Regions from separate parts of the Mus musculus genome. Here region 1 is linked to region 2. Evidence: chromatin contacts called from public promoter capture Hi-C data. All regions are on one chromosome and are shown on one strand. The core of a region is the stretch at or near the end of the contact, and the rest is flanking DNA. Distances in the headings are between cores, read along the strand shown. Region 1 holds the start of 9330182O14Rik (RIKEN cDNA 9330182O14 gene). Region 2 holds the start of Dcstamp (dendrocyte expressed seven transmembrane protein).

Region 1 (5,928 bases), core at 2,826-5,325, 390 kb before region 2:
TCAACAAGGTCATTGGGCAAAAGCCTACCCTAACTTCCAAAAGCCAAAGGGGCCATGTCCTAGGTGCCATCAGGAGGGACATTGGGCTGTCAATTGCCCTCATGCTATGCAGAACAGAGGGACATTACTCCCAGGTAACCCTCCAGGCTTGTCTATGGATGACTGAAGAGGCCTGAGCTCCCATGACCTGACCACTGCCATCACTAGCAGGGAGCCCCAGGCATGTGGGTGGCCCATCTCCTTCTTCTTGGACACTGGGGCCATTTTACTTGGTCCTGACAGAGTTTTGGGGACCCACTTTCCCTTCTCATTTTCTATTGTCGGAGTAGAAGGACAACCTTACCTTCCTCACCAGACCCCACCACTTAGTTGCATTTTAGGGGTGTACCTCTCACCCATCCCTTTTTGGTAGTGCTGACATGTCCTGCACCCTTATTGGGAAGGGATCTTCTAGCTAAGTTGGGAGCCTCTGTTTCCTGGCCACCAGCCCCTCTGCTCCCTCTTTTAGCCAGTCAACCTACTAACATGTTGTTTCCTTTACCAGCTTCTCAGGTAGATCCCCAAGTCTTGGATGTCCAGAACCCTTCCGTTGCTAAGCATCATTCTCCTGCTGTCATCCAATTACTGGACTCTACCAGGTACATCACCCAAGCTCAATACTTTCTCTCTCTCTCTCTCTCTCTCTCTCTCTCTCTCTCTCTCTCACTCCTCCGAGGTCCTTCCCTCCTTGACATCCCCCCTCATAAATGGCACTAACTTGTCACTTTGCCTTTTGCTTCAGACCTTGACCTCCACCTACCAACTCCTGAATGTCACCCGGCCTGGACACTTTAAAGATTGCTGGCTATACGTACCCCCTGGAACTAATTCACCATTCTCTCTCTCTCTCTCTCTCTCTCTCTCTCTCTCTCTCTCTCTCTCTCTCTCTCCTCTCTCTCTCTTCTCACTCCCTCTTTCTCTCTCTTCTCTCTCTCTCCAGAGCCTCAGGGGACATAAACCTATCATTTCTGACCTCTTAAGGAAAACACTTCTTCATCCTATCTCTTCTCCCTTTAATACCTCTATACTAGCAGTTAAGAAACCTAATGGAACCTATTGCTTGGTTCAAGACCCCAGGCACATTAAATCTGCAGTAGTACCTCTCCATCCTGTTGTGGCTAACCCTTACACACTTCTTCCCGCTATCCCCTCAGGGACTCCCCATTTCTCAGTCCTAGATCTTGTAACCCCTACAGCTACTAAACTAAAGGAACTCTCTTATTGGTTCTACCTGTCTCACTTCAAACCTTTCATCCCTCCATCTAAAAATTTTTCCTACATGCCAACCATAACAGGACTGTGCTCTGTTATGCTCCAGAAGACACTGAGACCACCCACCTTGTCCCCAATCCCAGAAAATGAGACTCCATTCCAGCAGCTGCACTCGACCCCACAGGATTAGACAAGGGTTTCTCATCCTTCCCCTGCTGTTCGTTTCCACCAGGGCAGCCCTTACATCTGGAAATTTGACATTTAGAAACCCCCACAGATAACAAACAGTCTTTCCAAATAGGGTTAAGAAACTGCTCCATATGCCAGGAACCAATCTAAATTGCTGTCATCCCTGTATCGCTTATCTCATCTAATTATTATGATCTCTATACTTGCTTTCTCTTTGACCAGACAAAAAATTATTGCAGAAAATGGCCAGACGAATATGGGGGTTGCCCACGTTGGTCTTGTCGGATACATATGCAAGGATCACAGACCAATCATTTCTTCTATCAATACCACAAGACACTTTTTTTCTACATATAAGACCCATGGAATCCCAGGTGGGAGACAGGAGTTGTTGGTAAGCTCTACCATAAAAACCAAGCTGTGTCCCCAGTAAGTACTATCTGCAGGCAGAGGAAATATGTCTCAATTGCCGAACCTCTAGATATTGGAAAAGTATATGAAGTAATCAAACACTCCTCCGAGGTCCTTCCCTCCTTGACATCCCCCCTCATAAATGCCACTAATTTGTCACTTTGCCTTTTGCTTCAGACCTTGACCTCCACCTACCAACTCCTTAATGTCACCCGGCCTGGACACTTTAAAGATTGCTGGCTATACGTACCCCCTGGAACTAATTCACCATTGTCACTTACAGCATCTCCAGTGATACTGCCAAGTAACCTCACCTCATCCTTTGTCAGCTGCCCTGACTCCAGTGTTGCCATGACTCCATACCTTACCTCTATCTCTCTTTTTTGACATGGCAAACTGTTTTAAGACTTCCAGGACTCATTCTGTAGGAACACTAAGTTTCCTAGACTGCAATAGAACCCTAACCCTCAATATATCATCTCTGCCACAATGCCCTGCTGTCTAAAACACAGTCAATTCTCTGTGGCACTCAGGTATATCACTGCCTACCCACCAGCTGGTCAGGACTCTGCACGTTGGTACTCCTTTTCCCTGAACTGGGAGTAATCCAGGGAACTGAGCCCCTGCCAATTCCAGTTGTGGATATGATAGCTGCCCAACATAAGACGGCAGTTCAGGTCGTGCCACTCTTGGTTGCTACGGGAATAGCCATAGGTGCTGGAACTGGAGTTGCAGGGATAACGACTTCTATGACCCAATATGATAAGTTTACTTCCAAGCTTAGCACAAGTTTTCAAAAACTGTCTGAAACCATGATTACCAGGCAGAAACAGATCAACACTTTTGCAGCAGTGGGGCTAGATGTTTTGACAGCCAAAGAAGGTGGTCTTTGCCTATTTCTTCAAGAAGAATGCTGTTTCTACGTTAACCAACTGGGATAGTGAGAAATAAAATTCAGGAGCTGCAATCAGACATACGTGAGACCTCTAGTTCTGGGATTTTTGAAAACCCTATATGGAAGTAGATAGTCCCTTTCATAACGCCTTTCCTAGTCAACCTCCTGGTGTTATTATTTGCTCCCTGCCTCATTAATCTTGTTTCTACATTCCTTCAATGACAAAAACAAAAAATGTCTAACCAAAGTATTAATCAGTTCCTGTTACAGGATTACCAGCTCCTGTCCACAGAGGAGCCTGATGCTAACATCTACCAAGTGGACCCCAATGATGAAAGTCAACTATAACCCAAAATTGTCGACACCCCTAGACAGCGGGAAGGAATTTAAGAGATCTGTTGCCCCTATTCCCCTTTTACCATAGGCTTCTCCCTCCTCTCTTTTTTTCTTCTCTTTATGATAAGCGAAGGGAGGTATTTTGGCATCAGAAACTGGATTTACAGTAGAAGGTCACCTCTGAATCCAGCAACATAGGCGACAGGGACCAGTACATCTGTTGCCATGGCAATCACCATACATGCCCAGCATCCACCTGGCCCACCTGCCCACATTTACCTGTGCGTGGTTACATCACAGCCCAAATAAAAGGCAGGCCCCTCCTAACCTTCACTCTCTTTCCTTCTTCATCATCGTTGTCCCCCTTTGCCACCATCCTCCACCCCCCACCCCCGCACACACACACACAATAAACCTCTAGAGTCCTGTGGAACTGTGCTGGCCTAGTGTGATCTGTCTGGACAAACTGCCATTCTAACATAACAAGTACAGTGGGGCTGGGTGTTCTGTAGCTAGTCTCTGTAGGGAGACCAGTCCTAGGCTGTAAACACTTTCGAGAAGGAAGTCAGAGGTGCTAGTCTTTGCACAAGTTAATCAAGCCTCCAGAAAGACTCAGACTCCCAAGCAAAGCTTTGCATTTCTCTTAAGCCCCAACCACATGGCGGTTTTGCCAATTGTTTTGTGGGTCTAAGGCCTTGGCCGTTCTAGACACAGTCGTGCCCATGTCATAATACACATACACTCAGGGCTTCCTCCTTGACCTACAAAAAGAGTCTGTTTACACTCACAGTTCAGTTTCCTCAAGGGTAAGAGTCCATTGTGGCAGAGAACACAGCAGCAAATGACAGGTTGGCAGTGCTGTGTTCTCAGGAAGCTGAGAGCTCAGGTGCAGAGCTGGGAGCACAAAGTCCTGACTGAAAACCGAAGAAGGTCTTTTACTCCCAAAGCCATTTATCTCCCCATGACTTACTTCCTCCAGCAAGGCAAGGCTTCACCACATGAAGAGCCACCGACAGCGCCACCAACTGTCCAAATACCTGAGACTCTGGGAGATAGTTTTTTTTTTTTTTTTCATTTAACCCCAGGAAGCAATAAAGTACTGTATGGCACGGAAGGTGAATGTGTTAATGCTCGAGATGAAGCCCAGGATGCTGACCTATGAATCGCTGCTCACTATATACGGTAATTCAGCTCCAGATCAGTGGCAGTTGTTTTGAACTCTTACCTACAGCCACCTGGGTTTCCCTGGGAAGCTGAAGCAGCTTTGTGCCTCACTCTCTTCCTGCCTGGTGGGTATACTATTTCAAAGACTCTCTGTTCTGCCCCACCCTGGCACCCAGGATTGCTATCAAGCTCTAGCTAAAGGCTCCACATCTCATACCTTACTGTTAATGTCTTGCCAGTAATTGTGAATTTTGACCAGTCCTTTTGTGTGTGTATTTTCACGTCTGTCTCATTCTCTCTCGACTGTTTTAGGACACGAGATGCATGTGCCTAGCCCTCGTGAGACCCCTCAGCAATGACTACGCGTGAGCCCTTCATGCACTAGAGGCTTCATCAAACAGAGCCACGCAAAGACTGCAGAGGGTTTAACAAGTTGCATTTTAAAGTACTTAGGAAAACGGGTTATTTAGTCTGAAATCACAAGCCGCAGGGCCAGAACTGAAAGCAATCTTCTGGAGATGTTTCTGTTCAACAATTGTTCTACCTGGGTTTCTGTTGCTGGGATAGACATAATGACACAAAGCAATTAGGTGAGAAAAGGGATTTATTCAGCTTGCACTTCTGGGTCTCGGCGCACCATTAAGGGAAATCAGTGCAGTCAAGCAGGAACTGAAGTAGAAGCCACAGTGTAAGGCTGTGTCTTGGCTTGCTCTCTGGTTTGCTCCTACACATGTTTTTTTAAGGATAAAACTTTTTTCTCTGCCATTTTTTGAGGTTATAATTATATTATTTCTCCCTTTCTTCCCTCCAACACTTCCCATATACCTTTCCTAGCTCTCTTTCAAACTCATGGCTTCTCTTTTTCCATTAATTGTTGTTACCTACATATAAGCATATGTGTGTGCTATATATATATTTTATATGCATATACACATATACACATACACACACATATGGCCTATCTAGTCTGCATGCTTTTACATTTACATATGTATACACATACACATATATACATACATATATATCCATATATACATATGTGTGTGTGTATATATATATGTATATATATATACATATATATATATATATCAGCTTTTTTCATGCAGCAGAGAACCACAAGCTCAAAGAATAGTCCTACCCACAGTAGGCTGAGCCCTTCCACATCAGTCAACTATCAAGAGATTCTCCATAGATAGAGATAGTTCTTCAGTTGAGGTTTTCTCCTCTCAGGTGACTCTAGGTGTGTGTCAAGGTGACTGTCTGTCTGTCAGAACTAACCAGCACAGATTTTTTTTTTTGAAAATATTTATAGAGTACCTACTATGTGCTAGTCACTGTCTGATGTCAGGTGCATGTTGTACATATAAAGTCAAGCACACCAGTAGGCTAGCTGTCAGGCCATAAGCACAGGGAGGAGGGAGGAGAAACTCAGGTGTAGTGTTAGCAACGTGTTTGAGGCAAATGAAAACGGAGAAACCAAAGGACAATGGAAACATCCAGAGAAGAGTTTCGGGGTCACGCTCCACTATTTTCTCTTATAGTTTGGATTTTAACTGCCCCCTAAAGGCCATGTTCTAAACATTTGGACCTTTGCTGGTGCCTGGGAGTTGACAGAAACTTAATGAGGTGTAATGTTTTGTAAAATGCAGTCTGGTGACTCAGTGGGTCCATGCTGAGGCATC
Region 2 (5,872 bases), core at 682-3,181:
TTGCTTTTATCCCTAGCCTACAGTTTGCAACACGCCCCAAGCAGGCAAGCCTTAGCTCAAGTTTACAGCAGAGTGCCACCAGGATCCTGTCTTTCTTTCATAGGGTTAAGGGGACTTTCATGAGACCTAGTTGGGTGGGTGGGTGGGGGGCAGAAAAGAACAGAGCTGTGGTGAAGACCCTGAGTCAAACCCAGTGCCCTGCAGAGCTGCGCAGTCAGTGTATTTAACCTGAGCCCACAGTTACCTGCTTTTATGCAGAGCTGAGTTGTTGCCATAGAAATGGGAACACCAGCCCTTTCCATCTACTCTGCTTATGTAGCTAGAAAACACAGCTGCTGGGGTTTTCTCTGGTACTCTGTGTGTGTGTGTGTGTGTGTGTGTGTGTGTGTGTGTGTGTGTGTGTGTGTGGTGTGTGTGTGTGTGTGTGTGTGTGTGTGCGCGCGCGCGCGCGCGCGAACATGCGCACTACTCCTATTCCTGAGCACTATCCTTTGAACACAAATCAAACTTCAACATCCATGTATGTTTCCTATCTTGCTTCAGATACAAGGTGCAGTAAGATACTATAACACATAGACCATGAAACAGTAACAACTTGCAAGCAAATGGCCTGCCCTGAGAGTGCTCTAGAATGCTCCCCAGTGAGGCACACAGTAGGCCTGCTGCTCTACTGAGGGTGCAAGAGAAAAAGGTCAGGAGCTATGACCTCCAGGACTATTGCTGTTTCTCTCGCTGGCAGAACACTGCCAGCTCATTCTGACCCTGCTTCTGCACAGAATCCAATGGCCTAAACTCAGCCAGCACAGTTTATCTGCAGTCACCCGAGGGAAATTACCCCAATGGGATAATCTGTCATTTCCTCCAGGGCACCTCCAACCAATTCTGCCTCCAGCTTTCTTTGGGACCTGACATGATGTGAAAAGTCATTTGAAAATAAATTCCTGCAAAAGGCAGAGAGAAATTTTGAAAAGGTTCCAGGCATGGAGACAGGATGCCTGCCCTCTAGCTTGTACCTGCCTATATGGGCTGTGTGGCCTTTGATAGGTCATTTCACCTCCTGGGCCTTCAGCTTGCTCCCTGCTGACCCAGTGGTCTCTAGGTGAGAGATGAATGCTAGCCACAAATGCCCGGAATGAGCACTTGGCAGCCACTTCTGAGGCAGAGAATCAAAGCTCGGCTGGCCCTGGGAGTGGGACACAGGAGGAATGAAAGGTGACCGCTCGCCTTTTTCTTATCTTTTTTTATTCCCCCTCTTTCTTGCTTGCTGTTAAGCTCTTGAAACTTTTTATCTTTTGGTTGGGAACACGCTGTTCTCTCAGGCTGCCAAAATAGTGTGAGCGGGAGCTGCAGCCTCCTCTGAGGTGGAACGAATTCCTCATCACTCTGGTTTAGTCATTTTTGCCTTGGGAAAGCCAGCAACTGCATTCTCCAAGAAGGCGGACTTCATCCAGAAGGAGATTAATGGAAGCCTCGGGGTAAACAAAGTAGCAAGTGCAGGACAATTCACCCAGTCACTGTGTGCTGCAAAGCCGGGAGGGAAGCTCTCGGTTGGCCAAGCTGGCTCGCTTTGCCTCAGTGAACCCTACAAACCAGCTCCCATGCTAACCACAGCCAGGACGTCAGGCCAGAGACCCACTCTTCCCAAGACAGGTAGACGTGAGCTACTGGGCCTTCAGCAGGACACCCCTCAGCAGTCTTCCCTGAGCTTGAGAGGCCAGGTACCAGCCCTGAAAAGCTGTCTTCCCATTCCTTCACCACAAAAGCAGATGACTAAGGTAGAAGACAGGTTTAAAAGTACTCTCTGGTCCTGGGGCTGGATTCCTGGATTCCTGGATTCCTGGATTCTTTTAAAAGCAATTTTAGAAGCAAGATTATATTTGAAAGTTTACTTACAAGTTCCGCTTAGGTTCCTCCACAAGCACAAAGCACACCCTTCTGGAAGCTCGTAGGCTTAATATAGGTCAGGGAAAGGGGAACTGGACATGAGAAGGTAGGTGGGCCACATCACCCTGAATCAATCTTCTCATTTCCTCCACAAAGTGACGAAGTTATTTAATGTCATCAAGGGTAAAAACTGGAAAAAGGAGCCACAGGTTTCATTCCAGCACTTTCCTTAGACATTAACCCTAGGAAATAACATAATAGGATATTTTCAAAACAATGAGTTGTAGAAATGAGGACCCCCCCCCATTCTCTTCCTTCCCTTTTTCCTCCCTGCTCACCCCAGCCATGGGGAGGGCAGATTGGTCTTGCCCTCAGGCCCCACCCACAGCTGAAAAGTCAGATTTCTGGATGAGCCCATAGCTCTGAAGCTACTAGGTGATTCCAACGCACACATAGTACTTATCAGCTTAGAAGTTTACTTCTCTGGCTGAAAAGACCATTGTTCTTCAAAAGATGTAGACAAGTCTCAAAAACTTTGTATAAAGCCAGTCAATCAGTCTGTGAAAGTTTTTATGTTAAATGGCTTAGTCGGCCATCATTGGGAGGAGAGGCCCTTGGTCTCGCGAAGATCATACGCTCTAGTACAGGGGAACGCCAGGGCCAGGAAGCGGGAGTGGGTGGGTTGGAGAGCAGGTCTGGGAGAGGGTATAGGGGACTTTGGGGATAGCATTTGAAATGTAAATGAAGAAAATATCTAATAAGAAAAAAATTTAAAAGCAAAAAAATTTACAATTTCTAGGCAAATTCAAATGTCTCTAAGAAGGATGTTGCCTTAAATATTATTACTAATAACAATTTTGATCATATGACTGAGTGAAAAGCTATAGAAATGTCAAGGTATCAAGTCATATTTTCAAAATTATTACCCATATGCATTTGCAAGCTTGTCAGAATTTCAAAGACACACCTACACATTAAGAAGTGACATTTACAATTAATCTCCTGATTAAATTATCGATATTCTCTCTTCTCAAAATGTTTCTTTTATTTATTTCATATGTGCTGTCTGGACTCTTCAACAATGCCAACAGTTTTCCTGTCTCCCTAAAATTTTGGAAGTATTCATTTGGAAATAACTGATAGATCAACAGGTATTTGTTGAAATTCTTTAAAATGCTTAGACACTGAGAGATGTAAAAACCAAATAAAATTCCAAATTCTGATTTTAAAAGACTTGTAATTTATAAGAGAAACAAATATATATGTCTACACACACACACACACACACACACGCACATATATATATATACACTCATATATGTATCTATTTATATATACATGCATACACATATTTTGAAGGCAGGGCAGGTTTAATGAATTGGTTCATTCAGTTGTAGATTTGTAATTCCAAAATCTGCATCCACAATTTTTTTCTTCATTGAAATTTTGGGAGTTTTATTCATTTTGATTCAGTTAAATGCAATTTAATCTGTTGAGGGCAAGTTGAAGCTATGAGACAGAAATGATAGATTATGGGTCCAGGAAAGAGTTGACTTTGGAGCCCAAGGTCACAAGTGATTTCTATGCAGAATTATTTCTTCCTTAGAGGCACGGTCTTCTATTCCTCAACTGAGTAAATTCGGTCTGCCTCTTTGATAGGGTACTTTATGCAAAGTTTATTGATTCAAATCCTAATCTCATTTTTTTTAAAATGTCTTCATGATAGTATATAGAATGTTTGGCCAAACAGCTACGTGTGATGACCTAGCCAAATTTACATTCAAAATTAACAAGCACAACCAGATTGGCATAAATGGAAAAGAAAAATAAAACATAGATTAGTTTGTTTGTTAGCTGGATAAGAACGAGACAAGGAACAGAGGTGATCCTGATCCGGGTCTTTTCTGTAGGAGCCATTTATGTATTGAGACAGTGGCTCAGGGTTCTGACGAGGTGTCAGGATAAGACACCCATTTACTCTGATGATAATTCGAGATGTAATGGGTAAAGACAGGGAACTGAGAATTAGCCAGACAGCACAATTTGGCCTTCCCAACAGCAGGGTCACATTGAACTTGAAACTACGGGGTGAATAGACTTTCTGCAGAACACCCCGTAGGAAATATTGGGACAGGGGCTGAGAGAACAAAGGTCTTCCTTTACCATAAGTGGTTCTCCAGCTAGGAGCACCCATGAACAATCAAGGGGACAGAGCCAGCAGGGGGAGACAGAAAGAAACATCAGATGATGGGGAGAGGTACAGGGCCGCAGCCTGAGTGGTCCTTCCTTTCTGGGACAACTGATCCAAAAGCAGTGATGGGGGCCAAGTGAGGAAGGGTCATGCAGTGAAGATCTGAGGGAGGGGCCTTGAGTGGGAAGAAAGAGGAGACCCAAGGAATGGACCTGATCTTTGAGACTAGGTCTTTAATACTTTGGGAAGAGCCATTTCAAAAGTAGAGGGGCGAATCCAAGAGCCAGGAAGGGCGGAGTCTACCAGAGGGGAGCAAGCAGTGCTGGGGGTGGGGGTGGGGGTGGGGGTGAGAAGGATTACGGAGGCCATGGGAGGCTGGGTGGGGCTAGGGGGAGGTACAGGAAGCAGTCCGGCTGACAGTGAGCGCTGGGAGGGGCTTGGCATTATTGGAAGAAGAGAGGAGGAAAGTGGTGGGTGTTTTCAGGCCTCTCAGCAAAAAGGTGCTAGAATCCTGTTATGCTCAGGGAAGAGGTACAGGTTGAGGGTTCCTTCAGGGCAGTCGGGAACAGGTAAGGAAAAATTGTAATGATGATTCTCCAATGCCCCCAGGGGAGTTTCAAGAGTCCTTCAAACTTCCCAAGATTTGGAGTGGGACCAAGTGGCCAGGTGGGCTTCCACCTTAAAGACCCCTACAAGTGGGTTTTACCTGGAGTAGAGGAGAGGGTGTGGACATCTCAAATTCATCTGAAAGATGTCATTGTAGTGCTTCTTGTGACTCTAGAAAAATGAGAAAACTATGCCCAGCTGTGACTCTTAGCCAGGTCGGCTCCAATACTCCTTAGTGACTTGTGAGAGCACACAGTAGTACCCATCCTCAGCCCTCAGCTTCACTGCTTCTGACAGCAAGACAAGGAGGACAACTGGGTAGAGTCCAGGATCTGGGCTTCAAGGAGCTCACTGGGGTTCTGCCAGCAAGGAGAGAATTACTGTAGGATCCAAGAGTCAGGAGCATCCTTCTTTCTTTTCTCCCACCATCAAGAAAGTTGTGCCATTTTAGATGTATTGAGACAGAAACATAAATGGTTCCAGGTTCATCTCAGCCCAGGGATTCCTCTGAGAACCAGGACAGCTACAGGGTGTCTGTGGAAGGTGTGTGGTCTCGTGTACATAAGAACTATCACAACTTTTAACTTTAAATTATGGCAGTCTTTCCTGCAGACCCAACAATAGACAACACAACATTTCCTGTGCTGAAGGAAGAACTAGAGCTCTGAGTGTCCAGTTGTCCTGGCTCTGCACTTGCTCCTGCTCTTGCCCCAGCCAGCCTTGCAGCCCCTGGACATGTGATTCACTGTGGCCAACAAGACCCACAGGGAACTTGAAGAGGAGCCTGTAGAAGAGTTCCTCCCTTTCTTAAAATGATATACCCTGGAAGAGATGTGCCCTACTGGGCATGAATATACTTACCTGTGATGCATGAGCAATAGTACCACTCCTGTAACAACAAAGCTAAATGATGGGAAATTCTATGTCCTTGGTACCATCCTCTCTGCTCCCAGAATGTTGATGTAAGAGGGAGCAAATATCCCAATTTTTATTCATAGTTTCTAAAGCTGGCCTTAGTAGAAGAGGCCTGAAATCCCAGCTGTTTGGGAGGCTGAGGCAGGAGGGTCACCTGCTCAGCCTGGCTGGTTATATTAGTGAGGCCCTGTGTCAGCAGCAATGATTGATGATGGTGGTGGTGGTTGTGGTGATTGAGAACAAGGAGAAGGAGGAGGAAAAGGGAAAAGAGGAGAA

Evidence for each region. Capture Hi-C pulls out chosen DNA fragments and counts their contacts.
Region 1: a promoter capture Hi-C map of adipose tissue shows a contact between it and region 2. The contact joins the promoter of 9330182O14Rik here to the promoter of Dcstamp in region 2. A contact is called at or near these places in 2 of 39 promoter capture datasets (both in liver), 7 of 484 Hi-C or Micro-C datasets (the G1E-ER4 cell line, the N1E-115 cell line, cerebellum and 3 more), 1 of 115 datasets of contacts at active chromatin or transcription factors (microglia) and 1 of 9 other capture datasets (adipose tissue).

The regions. Positions count from the first base shown.
Region 1 is chr15:40,132,512-40,138,439 of GRCm38.p6, reverse strand. It overlaps 9330182O14Rik (RIKEN cDNA 9330182O14 gene), which reads right to left and starts at 4,075. Exons shown (of 4, transcript NM_001256056.1): 1 at 3,871-4,075.
Region 2 is chr15:39,741,989-39,747,860 of GRCm38.p6, reverse strand. It overlaps Dcstamp (dendrocyte expressed seven transmembrane protein), which reads right to left and starts at 1,931. Exons shown (of 4, transcript NM_029422.4): 1 at 1,894-1,931.